2 separate regions of the Ovis aries genome follow, and region 1 is linked to region 2. Evidence: chromatin contacts called from public Hi-C data. All regions are on one chromosome and are shown on one strand. Each heading gives the region's core, a stretch centred on a gene start, on an enhancer-like site or on the middle of the called end of the contact. The rest is flanking DNA. Distances are from core to core; before and after follow the strand shown.

Region 1 (5,422 bases), core at 2,562-5,061, 170 kb before region 2:
AGCCTGTGGTTTTTGTTACAATAGCCCTAGAAACTTAATACACAGTCTTTGAGGAAAGCATCTATTTGTTAAAAAATTGAAGCAAAGGAAGGAACTTCTTGGATAAAAACTGTGGCATTTGACTAAACATTTCTCCCCAAAGGTTAAGCTTGTTCTTACCTATATCATTTGACTTCCAGATAAAAACACAAGACATTGGATGATTTATATTTTTTCTTTTTTCTTTTTTGATACTAATAAAAGACTATGAATTCCTACTCATGGGGACATACTTTGGTTCGTAAGTTGTTCTTACAGTCTGTATAACGGACGTGACCACTTTTTTTCCCAGATGGCTCAGTGGTAAAGAATCCACTTGCCAATGCAGGAGACATAGGTAGGAGACTAGGGTTTGATCCCTGGATTGGGAAGATCCCTGGAGGAATAAATGGCAACCCACTCCAGTATTCTTGCCTGGGAAATCCCATGGACACAGGAGCCTGGTGGGCTACAGTCATGGGGTCACAAATAGTCAGACATTACTAAAGCAATTGAACACACCCGCAATGAGATTCAGAGGAACAAATAGTTACAACACTTTCATGTATTTGGCTGAAAAAAAATAATGAATTACCCTGCTTATTTAACTTATATGCAGAGTACCTAATGAGAAACGCTGGGCTGGAAGAAGCACAAGTTGGAATCAAGACTGCCAGGAGAAATATCAATAACCTTAGATACGAAGATGACACCACCATTATGGCAGAAAGTGAAGAAGAACTAAAGAGCCTCTTGATGAAAGTGAAAGAGGAGAGTGAAAAAGTTGGCTTAAAGCTCAATATTCAGAAAACTAAGATCATGGCATCAGTCCCATCACTTCATGGCAAATAGATGGGGAAACAGTGGAAACAGTAGCTGACTTTATTTTGGGGGGCTCCAAAATCACTGTAGATGGTGATTGCAGCCATGAAATTAAAAGATGCTTACTCCTTGAAAGGAAAGTTATGACCAACCTAGACAACATATTAAAAAGCAGAGACATTACTTTGCCAACAAAGCTCTGTCAAGTCAAGGCTATGGTTTTTCCAGTAGTCATGTATGGATGTGAGAGTTGGACTGTGAAGAAAGCTGAGCACCAAAGAATTGATGCTGTTGAATTGTGGTGTTGGAGAAGACTCTTGAGAGTTCCTTGGACTGCAAGGATATCCAACCAGTCCATCCTAAAGGAGATCAGTCGTGGGTGTTCATTGGAAGGACTGATGTTGAAGCTGAAACTCCAGTACTTTGGCCATGGGCTATGAAGAGCTGACTCATTTGAAAAGACCCTGATGCTGGGAAAGCTTGAGGGCAGGAGGATAAGGGGATGACAAAGGATGAGATGGTTGGATGGCATAACTGACTCGATGGACATGGGTTTGGGTGGACTCTGGGAGTTGGTGATGGACAGGGAGGCCTGGTGTGCTGCAGTTCATGCGGTCGCAAAGAGTCGGACACGACTCAGCGACTGAACTGAACTGGGCAAGATTTTTAAAGACCTTTTTTATGTAAAGCAATATTCTAAGTGTTTAATGTGTAAGAACTAATTTAATTCTTACAACACCATAGAGGCTTTTATTGTCCATATTTAATACTTGCAATGAGCTTACAATACTTGTCCCTAGTCACAAAGGTGAGAAATGGGAGAGCCAGCTTGTGAGTTCTGGCCATGTGACTCCAGGGTCCACCCTCTCAATGCCTGTTTTTAAAGGTTCCCTCCCACTTGCGTACTAATTTTTACTTCCATGACTCCAATTAGTTATGTTAAAATTTACTTTCCATGATCTGTATCTCTTGGTCTTCTATTTATATATACAACCTCATTTTCTCTCTACACTACATTACAGGTAATTCCTTCAAGTTATATTTTCCAACTCATTGCCTCTTTAGGTCTGTTTAATTTTCTGTTCCATTCAGCCTCTGAGATATGTGTGTGTATTTGCAATCTACTACTCTTACTTAGTTCTGAAACCTGTCTTATCTTTTCCTAATGCTCAACTTTTTGTTTCTCATTTTTAATTTTCTCTCTTATTTCTTCAAACATTTTACTCGTGGTTATTTCACATTTTCATCAGATCATTCCATCTGAAGTTTTTGGAATGTATGAGTCTTCTATTTATTATTTCTGGTGCTGCTCAATCATGTCCAACTGTTTGCAACCCCATGGATTGGGCCCACCACACTTCTCTGTTCATGGGATTCTCCAGGCAAGAACACTGGACTGGGTTGCCATTTCCTTCTCAGGGGGATCTTCCCCACCCAGCGACTGAACCCCCATTTCCTGTGTCTCCTGCATTGGCAGGCCAATTCTTTACCAACTAGTGCCACCTGGAAAGCCCTTTATTGTTGCTGCTGCCTCTCCATTGTTCCTTGTGTGTGTGTGTTTTAATTGTGGTTTATATTCTACTGAATGAAATCTACAAGAATCTCAAGAGTCTATGTTGGGCATGTCGGTTACAAGGATGTGAACATTTCCTTCCAGGCCATCTCATCTTATGAGATGAGTTCCCTCCTCTCCTCACTTAATTCCTGTTAACTGTTACTATTACTGTTCACTTAGTTCTTTGACCCTCAGAAATTTCCTTCACTCTAATAAGTGCAGCAATACATGGACATTAGTTTACTGTGTTTGTGTAATTCATCTTCTAATTATATTTTATCTGGAACGCCCTTTAATGTAACTAGTTGATCATATTCCCAGAAATTGAAAACCAGAACTTTCTTTGATAAAGTGGCATTCCAGGCAGGCTGAGTGTGGATTGTCTGAAACTCTAAAAATTTCTGCATACATTCTCCAGAAATATAACATGTCTTCTGATTATCTGTGTCCAATTCTTTCACACTATTTTTCTAAAGAGAGAAATGAAGGTCAGAGGGATGAAATGACTTTTCCGTTATTTATGCAACTGAAAAACAATTTTTAAAAAAGGATTATAACTGATCACTGGGAATGAAGAAACTTTTCAGATTTATCCAATGGTCTGTGAATCAGACTCAGAAAAAAAATCCAAAAAAAAAATGGCAGAGTAAGAGCTCCCCTAGCAGCAGACTCTTTGACCTCTCTAAGCAATCCAGGGTGTCCATCAAAGACATCTTCTCTGCTTATTTTGGGTTCAAGCCATAATTCCTTCCAACTTAAATCTGATCAGCATTCACAGAATGGAATGATAAACTGGAAGGAAAGAAAATTTACCAATTGATCAAATACCTTTTGTGCCCTGGACATATAATAAGTTACCTGTTTTTAGGATTCCATGGGAATGACCCAAATCTAGATGCTTTCTTCCCCAAGACTTGAGAAAGCATTCTTAAACTGGTATCAGCTGGTTGGTAATATTCCAAGGGAAGTTTTGTGAAAGTCTTGCTTCCCTACAAATGTCCACACCACAAGCTTGGGGTTTAAAAGTTCCCAATTTTGTAGACTCTGAGAAAGCCTGAGATCACTTTAGATCATAGATTAAGGAGTTAGGAAGGAGATCTGTTTCAGCGATCTTAGAGGCTTGGCTGACCTTTTTGTAGTGCAGACAGCTGATTAAGGATTCCTATAAAAATAACATGGACAGATATTTCTGAAATCAGTGTGTAGTTTTTTGTAAATAACACTTGCCATACTCCCAGTGGCTAGAGTAAAGCCAAACATATTTAGATGTTTTCAAAAAAATATTTGTTGATTGAAAATTTTTTATGAAGTAAGCATTCTTGAATCGTATTTTTGAGGGTTGGTGACAATAGTGCTTTCTGCCACTGGGTGGTGCCATAAAACCACTCACAAATACACACAGTGCAACTTCTGATGCTTTTTGGCCTTCTAATCATGCGATTTTTCTGTCTGCTTTTCAAACCACCACAATCTGGACATCATGTAGGCTTTTCTTTCTGAGAAAAGCTGAAAACATTTCTGACTCAACTTTTTTTTTTTATAATAACTTTATCTTTTTAGAGCAATTTAGGTTGACAGCAAAATTAAGACATAGAGATTTCTTATGTATCCCTTACTCCACACATGCATATGTGCGTGCTAAGTAGCTTCAGTTATGTCTCTCTGTGACGCTATAGACTGTTGCCCCCCAGGATCCTCTCTCAGTGGAATTTCCCTGGTAAGTATACTGAAGTGAGTTGCCGTGCCCTTTTCCAGGGGATCTTCTGGACCCAGGGATTGAATCTGCCTCTCTTGTGTTTCCTTCATTGGCAGGCGGGTTCTTTACCACTAGCGCCACCTGGTAAGCCCCCACACATGCATTGCCTCCGATTATCAACGTATTCCCTACCAGAGTGGTCCATTCGCTGCAGCTAATGAACTTAACATGGACACATCAAAATCACCTAAAGTCTCAATTTTACATTAGAATTCATTCTCAGTCTTCAGTTTATATTAGAATTCATTTTCAGTGTTGCTCATTCTGCTCTTCATTTCATCAAATGTATAATGATATGTGTCCATCCTGATAGTATCAAGCAGGATATTTTTCACCATCCTAAAAATCCTCTTGTTCTGCTTGTTCTGCCTTTCCTCGGATTAATTCCTCAAGGCAGTGATTTTTTCCAGCAGCACGTCTGCTAAAATTGGTTCCACACTGGGAAGATTTCTACAGCTCTGACACTCAGAAGATGGACACATCAATGGAGAATTTTGTTGTTTTTGTTAAGAGCGGCAGTGTAGATTAATTAATAGAAAGAGAGGAAACCAGGAATTCTAGGCATTGGCTCCCAGAAACAACATTCCCTTATAACTTTCTTCAAAGTGAAAATGTTCAATTTGAGCAATGATTTTCAAATTGTGCTCTCGTTTCTCAGTGACCTAAGAATTCTTCAGAGATGTCTTCAACTGACAAAGTGTGTGTGTGTGTGTGTGTGTGCCTGTGTATTTAGGGGATAGGCAAAAAGGGAATGAGAGAAAGACTGTTCCTCCCATGGGAGAGGAGTTTAGGGGAAAATGGATACATGTGTACGTATGGCGGATTCCCTTCGCTGTTGACCTGAAACTACCACAGTAGTGTTAATTGGCTATGTGCTAAGCCGCTTCAGTCGTGTCCAGCTCTTTGTGATCCTATGGACGGTAGCCCACCAGGTTCCTCTCCCATGGGATTCTCCAGGGTTCTTTACCACTAGAGCCACCTGGGAAGCCCCCCTAATTTACTATGTGTGCCGTGTGTGCTAAGATGCTTCAGTCATGTCTGACTTTGCAACCTCATGGACGGTAGCTGGCCAGGCTCCTCTGTTCAAGGTATTCTCCAGGCAAGAATACAGGAAGGGGTAGTCATGCCCTCCTCCAGAGGATCTTCCAGACCCAGGGATCGAATCTGGGTCTCTTGAGTCTCCTGCATTGGCAGGTACGTTCTCTACCACCAGCACCACCTGGGTATATCCCAATATAAAATAAAAAGTTTTTTAAGTTTGAAAAAAAAGA
Region 2 (5,782 bases), core at 1,015-3,514:
TTTGTTTACCATGTAGGTGAGGAGGCTAAAATAAAGCTCAGAAAGAGTATCAACTTGCTCAAGATCACACAGCTAACCAATAAACGAACTAGAATTTTCTCGCATGATTTCTAACTCCAAGCGTGACACTTTTTCCCACCACCATAGCAAACATACTGCATTAAACATCTTGAGGAATGCAGTTCTGACAACATGATCTCCTACCAAACAAATATCATCAGTGGCTCCGTGCTGCACGTAAAATAAATTTTCAGCTTGTCTGCTAGGTATACAAAGCCCCCTATTATTTTCCCACCAATATTTCCTTCCTACTCTACCACCACACAACCTCACCCTAACCTTCCTTCACGAATCTTTCAAGGTGACTTTTGTTGAGCTAATTCAGCCTATACTCTTTGGGCCACTATACCTTTGTTTGGGCATGATCTGCCTTCTTGAATGGTATTTTTCAACTTTTCCGTCTATGAAACCTTATCCGTCCTGCAAGGCAGAGTTTAAATCACATCTCCTCTCCTTTCCCATGTTAGTGGCTCAGGACAAAACTAACCAGGACTTTCCTAATCCACTGCATACAGTAGTTGTAATAGGTACTCAATGAACCCACTGACTTCAGCTGACATGACTGAAATAAGCCTAGCTGTGTAATGAATGATCCAGCTCTGGGAAGTAGTAATTTTAAAAATTTCAATAAAAATGTATTTATTTTTAAAATTCTTAGGTATAGCACAATACACAGTGTTGTTTGTTTAGAGGATGGAAGTGTCCAGAACACTCATGCTTCAGGCAAACTCTTATCACAGGCTTTTACATAACCATGTATGTTTGTTTACCCCACAAGACTGAGCTCCTCCAGAGAGGAAACTATTTTATTAACTCCTGTGTACCCATCACCCAGAACAATGTCTGATTCACATAGTGGTGAGTACTCACTGGGTGCTTTTAGAGCGAAATGAGTGAATGAATGAGAGGGTGAGTGAATGAGAGCATGAGGTGCTCTCCCTCCATCTGACACAGGCAGCCCATTAAAAGCAGGGAGTGTGCCACATAAACACTATTGATACTATGTACAAAATAGATAACGAATGAGAACATTCTCTACAGCACAGGGAATTCTACTTAACGCACTGCGGTGACCTAAACGGGAAGGAAGTCCCAAAGGGAGGGGATATATGCATATGTGTGACTGATTCACTTCCTTATGCTATAGGAACTAATATAACATTATAAAGCAACTATACTCCAACAAAAATTAATTTAGAAAATAAATAAAATTAGATAGCGCTCTCTTGTCTGATTTCAGAGTTCTAAAAGAGGTTTCTCCTTTAAGAATGACTCTTCTTGCCATTGGCTTACTGTTAACACTTCTTTTTCCAGAGGGCTCACCTGATTAAGTCAATAGGTATATATAAAGAGCATATAATAGTAACAAGAACAATGTTTTGGATTCAGTCATTACCCTGGGACTGGCACTATTTTAAGTGTTTTATATGAAGTAACTCACTGAATCTTCCTAACAACTCTGAGAGGAAGGTATTAAGATGAAGAAAACTACAATGAAGACTCTGAAGTATAAAGAAGGTTTAAGAAGTCATTATCTTATTAAGTAGTAGAACTGGGATCTTAATCAGGCAGCCTGGCTCCAGACTCTCCCGATGAGAACGCTTTTAACCTGAGGTGAGGGGCCACAACCCCTTCATTTTATTTCCCCAGCACTCAAAAGGACTTGATGGCCACTTGCTATTCTCTGTGCCGACTATGGCTGACAGGGATTAAGAAAATAATACAGATACCCTGTGTTATGCAACAATAATATAGCCAAAGTCAGAGTGGGAAGTGGTGGAAGAAGCCCAGGTTTTGGAGCCAAACCCCTGAGACCTTAGCTTGAACTTCAGATTCACCAGTAACTAGCTCAGGAGCTATTTCTTCTTGGACAAAAATTCATCCATCCCAACACCCACACACCACCATTTCTGGGCCAGGAGCCATTTTGGAAGTTTGAAAGTCCTGTAAGATTGAATTCTAAACTCAAAGATTCAAAATAATTCAAAATAAAGATGACTAAGTCTGAGGTTAAAAGATTTACCTCAGGTCACACACCTGGTTGGCAGCAGTACTAAACTTCAGCTTCCTGAGTTTCAGCCCAGTGCTCTTTCATTTAAGTCACACACTTTCATTTGAGGTAGGGAAGTTGAACAAAACACCATAAGAAGCAAATTATTCAAAACGGGACTTTCCAGAGCCAGCCTAGAATTGGACAGCTGCCTCCTTGTGTTCAAGTGAGGCACACCCCAGTTTCACTACAGATCTGAAATCAAACTCTCTCTCCTTGTGATGTAAGAGACTGGGGATGTCTTTCCAGCAGTGAGTAATGCCTCTGGAGAGAAGTCCCTCACTGCTCTACTCTGTCCTAAAGTTTCTCTTGCCTCCTCTCCCTCTTAGGACCTCCTTCTCAATACCCAAAAGGAATATATCTCAGTGAAGAAGCCTTATTCCTAGAACAGAGGAAGACACGGCCACTTCTCCATTCGCTCAATGATTTCCCTAGAGGGAGACATGGGCTTGAATCACATTTTCCTCTAGATTTTCTCACCAAGAATACAGAGAAAGTCATAAATTAAATGTAGCCTGGGAACAAGAAGGTATTTTCTGGAGAAAGTTGAACATGATTGAAGCAGCAGATGGAAACACCAAACCTAAGGAGTATGTACCTTCAAGGCAGGTACCAGTGTAGCCATTACCTGAGGCACTTTTATTTACCAGATAACACAGAGGGCTAGTGCTAAGTATACAGCCTTGGGAAACAAGCCAGGGTAAAATGTCCTTTGTTACTAATTAAGTATCATTATATTACTAGTTACCCCCTTCACTGAGGCATGATTTCACTGATTTGAAAAAGGGATAATACTATGGCTTCTATATGGAGTTGATGATGAACTCACCAACATGAGAAAAGAGCTCTCATGTGCAGAGTTCCTAATAGCAAATTGTGGTACTTAGTAGGGGTTAAATGGACTTCCCTGGTGGTTCAGACGGTAAAGCGGCTATCTACAATGCGGGAGACCTGAGTTCGATCCCTGGGTCGGGAAGATCCGCTGGAGAAGGAAATGGCAATCCACTCCAGTACTATTGCCTGGAAAATCCCATGGACAGAGGAGCCTGATATATAGGTTACAGTCCATGGGGTTGCAAAGAGTCGGACATGACTGAGCGACTTCACTTTTCAGTAGGGGTTAAACAGTATGTTAATACTTCTACCCCATGCCCTATAATTGAAACACATAGTTTATCGAGAGTTTTCTGGAAACACACACTTTGGGGGCAGTCATAGAGATAAAGCTAATTAATCAAACCACTATTCTATCATTGATACCCCCAGTGCAAAAACATCTCAGAATTTCCCGCCCTTCTCCTGAATGAGAGAACCCTAAGTTAAACTGTCTACATATATCTGGACAAGTGCTCTTCCAACAGGGGAATGGAGAATAAACCCCTTCCCTGGAAGCTCAGCTGGTAAAGAAACCCCTTCTACTTTCTGCCATATCTCTAATGGGGCAAATGGCTCCCAGACACAAAAATCTCTCTTGTAAACTCCACCCACTGTAATCTGCCTTTGCTTTCTGCCCTGGTAGCAGAGTGGTGAAAAAAGACTGTTTTCTGTCAGGCTAGAGAGAATTTCCTCCACAGAAACTTGAGGAGTCAGGCAGCGATGGGCATACATGCGTTCTCAGTCGTGTCCAACTTTTTGTGATCCGGTGGACTGTAGCCCGCTAGGTTCCTCCGTCTATGGAATTTTCCAGGCAAGAATACTGGAGTGCGTTGCCATTTCCTATTCCAGGGGAATCTTCCCAACCCAACCAAGGGACTGAAACTGTGTCTCTTGCATTGGCAGGCGGATTCTTTACCACTGCACCACCTGGGAAGCTCTCAGGGATGCGAGGAAGGATCCCTCCAACAAATTAGCAAATAGAAAAAAGTAGCACATTCCAGTGCTGCAGAAAAAGAGGAGCTAGAGGTAAAGGTTTTTAGAACTTGAGTAAAACAAGTTACTCAAAACCTGAGGGAAAGGTAAGATTTGGTGGGGGCAGGGGGAGCTTAGTGAAAGGCTAATTCCTTAAACTCCAGAAAGTATCAACAGGTAAATGATTGGGTGAGAGCAATTCTTTATCACAAGATAAAAGAGAATTAGGAGGAAATTGCACCATGAAGGCAGGCCTGTAGGTCTGAGGCATTCCAGACAGGGAGCGGATCCAGCAGCCACGTGCCTTGGGATTAAATTACCAGGGATCTTACTGAGATGCAGAGCTGAGAGCAACCACTTGGAACCCTGGTGAACACAAGCCTGTGAACAGGGTGTGGAGAGCTGCCTGGTGCAAAAGTGCTCCGTCCAGGGGCTGGAGGCCTCAGTTCTGAATATCTGCTTCCTCTGTGACAAGAGCACAGGACTCAGAGGGAAATGGAGATAATGGAGATTTTATTTTAAATTTTCTACTGCTTAATTTTTTTGTTTTTATTTTATTATTGGAGTAAAATTGCTTTACAATGTTGCATTAGTTTCTGTAGTATAACAAAATGAATCAACTGTAAGTATACATATATCCCCTCCCTCTTGAGCCTCCTACCCTTCTCCCCTGCAACTCTCCCCTCTAGGTCATAACAGAGCACCATGCTGAGCTCCCTGTGTTATACAGCAGCTTCCCACTAGCTATTTTACACATGTGTGTGCTAAGTCGCTTCAGTCGTGTCCGACTCTTTGCTACCCATGGACTGTGGCCCACCTTCCAGGCTCCTCTGTCCGTAGAATTCTCCAGGCAAGAATACTGGAGTGGGTTGCCATGCCTTCCTCCAGGGGAATTTCCTAAGCCAGGGATCAAACCCCTGGCTCTTCTGTTTCCTGCATTGGCAGGCGGGTTCTTTACCACTAGCACTCCCTAAGAAGCCCCAGGGGCATATATATGTCAATGCACTTTCGACAAGGAAGGAGTCCCAAGAAACACCTGGAGAATAGGGTTGATAGTCAAATTTATATATTGTGTAAGAGGATATGAATGTTTCAAACTGCATTTGGTAGAAATAAGTACTATGCACAAAGAGGATTCCCACTTCACTTCTCCACTCCCATCACCCTGAGATATTTCAAGCCAAAATTAACTTCTTCTGAGATATGTCTCTCTATTAAGTCTAAGATCACTGGTTGCAGTCTCCAGAAATGGGGCACAAACTGACTGGCTTTCTTATACATCTTGTGAAACCCAAGGTTTTCTCTTTTCTTTCACAGCCACTCAGTGGAGAGAACTGTGAGAAGAATGGTGAGGTAGTGTCACAAATATGAGGCTCTGTGCTGCCACTGCCTGGATTCAAATTCCCACCACTTTGCACTTCTGTTCTTTCAAACTATCATGTGGTTTTCAAAGCAATTTTGGGAGCTGAGGGGCATGGTTATTTTACTGTGTTTGTGCCCAGTGGCATGTGGAATTTTAGTTCCCCAACCAGGGATTGAACCTGCACCCTCTGCATTGGAAGCATAGAGTCTTAACCACTGGACCATGAGGGAAGTCTCTATTTTACTGTGCTTTGAAAAAAGTCTCAGTAGGTCAGAAGAAATGTAAAGAGTTTTAGTTCTCTGAATCTTATATACTTATATACTTCAAATCTTGATTTGAAGTAGAGTTGGGCACAATTTTAGTAAGATTTCCAAGATGGAATTTTTATTTGTTGGTAGTCCTTGTGATGATTAGTTTTATGGGTCAACGTGACTAGGAATTAGCTATTTAATCCACACCAA

The links. Hi-C and Micro-C count contacts between places; a contact is called where the count stands out from the background.
Region 1: a contact with region 2 is called in a Hi-C map of blood, with 2.9 times the contacts expected there. The contact joins two enhancer-like sites. A contact is called at or near these places in 3 of 16 Hi-C or Micro-C datasets (blood, skin fibroblasts and tail adipose tissue).

The regions. Positions count from the first base shown.
Region 1 is chr1:42,102,325-42,107,746 of ARS-UI_Ramb_v3.0, reverse strand. No RefSeq gene overlaps it. Among named protein-coding and RNA genes, the nearest start is that of SGIP1, 82 kb to the left of the region's middle. Within about 2 kb of position 3,811, at least 2 of the 54 cell types and tissues checked have an H3K27ac peak or open chromatin away from gene starts, as enhancers often do.
Region 2 is chr1:41,935,308-41,941,089 of ARS-UI_Ramb_v3.0, reverse strand. The region is part of intron 7 of PDE4B (phosphodiesterase 4B); the gene reads right to left. Among named protein-coding and RNA genes, the nearest start is that of SGIP1, 250 kb to the left of the region's middle. Within about 2 kb of position 2,264, at least 14 of the 54 cell types and tissues checked have an H3K27ac peak or open chromatin away from gene starts, as enhancers often do.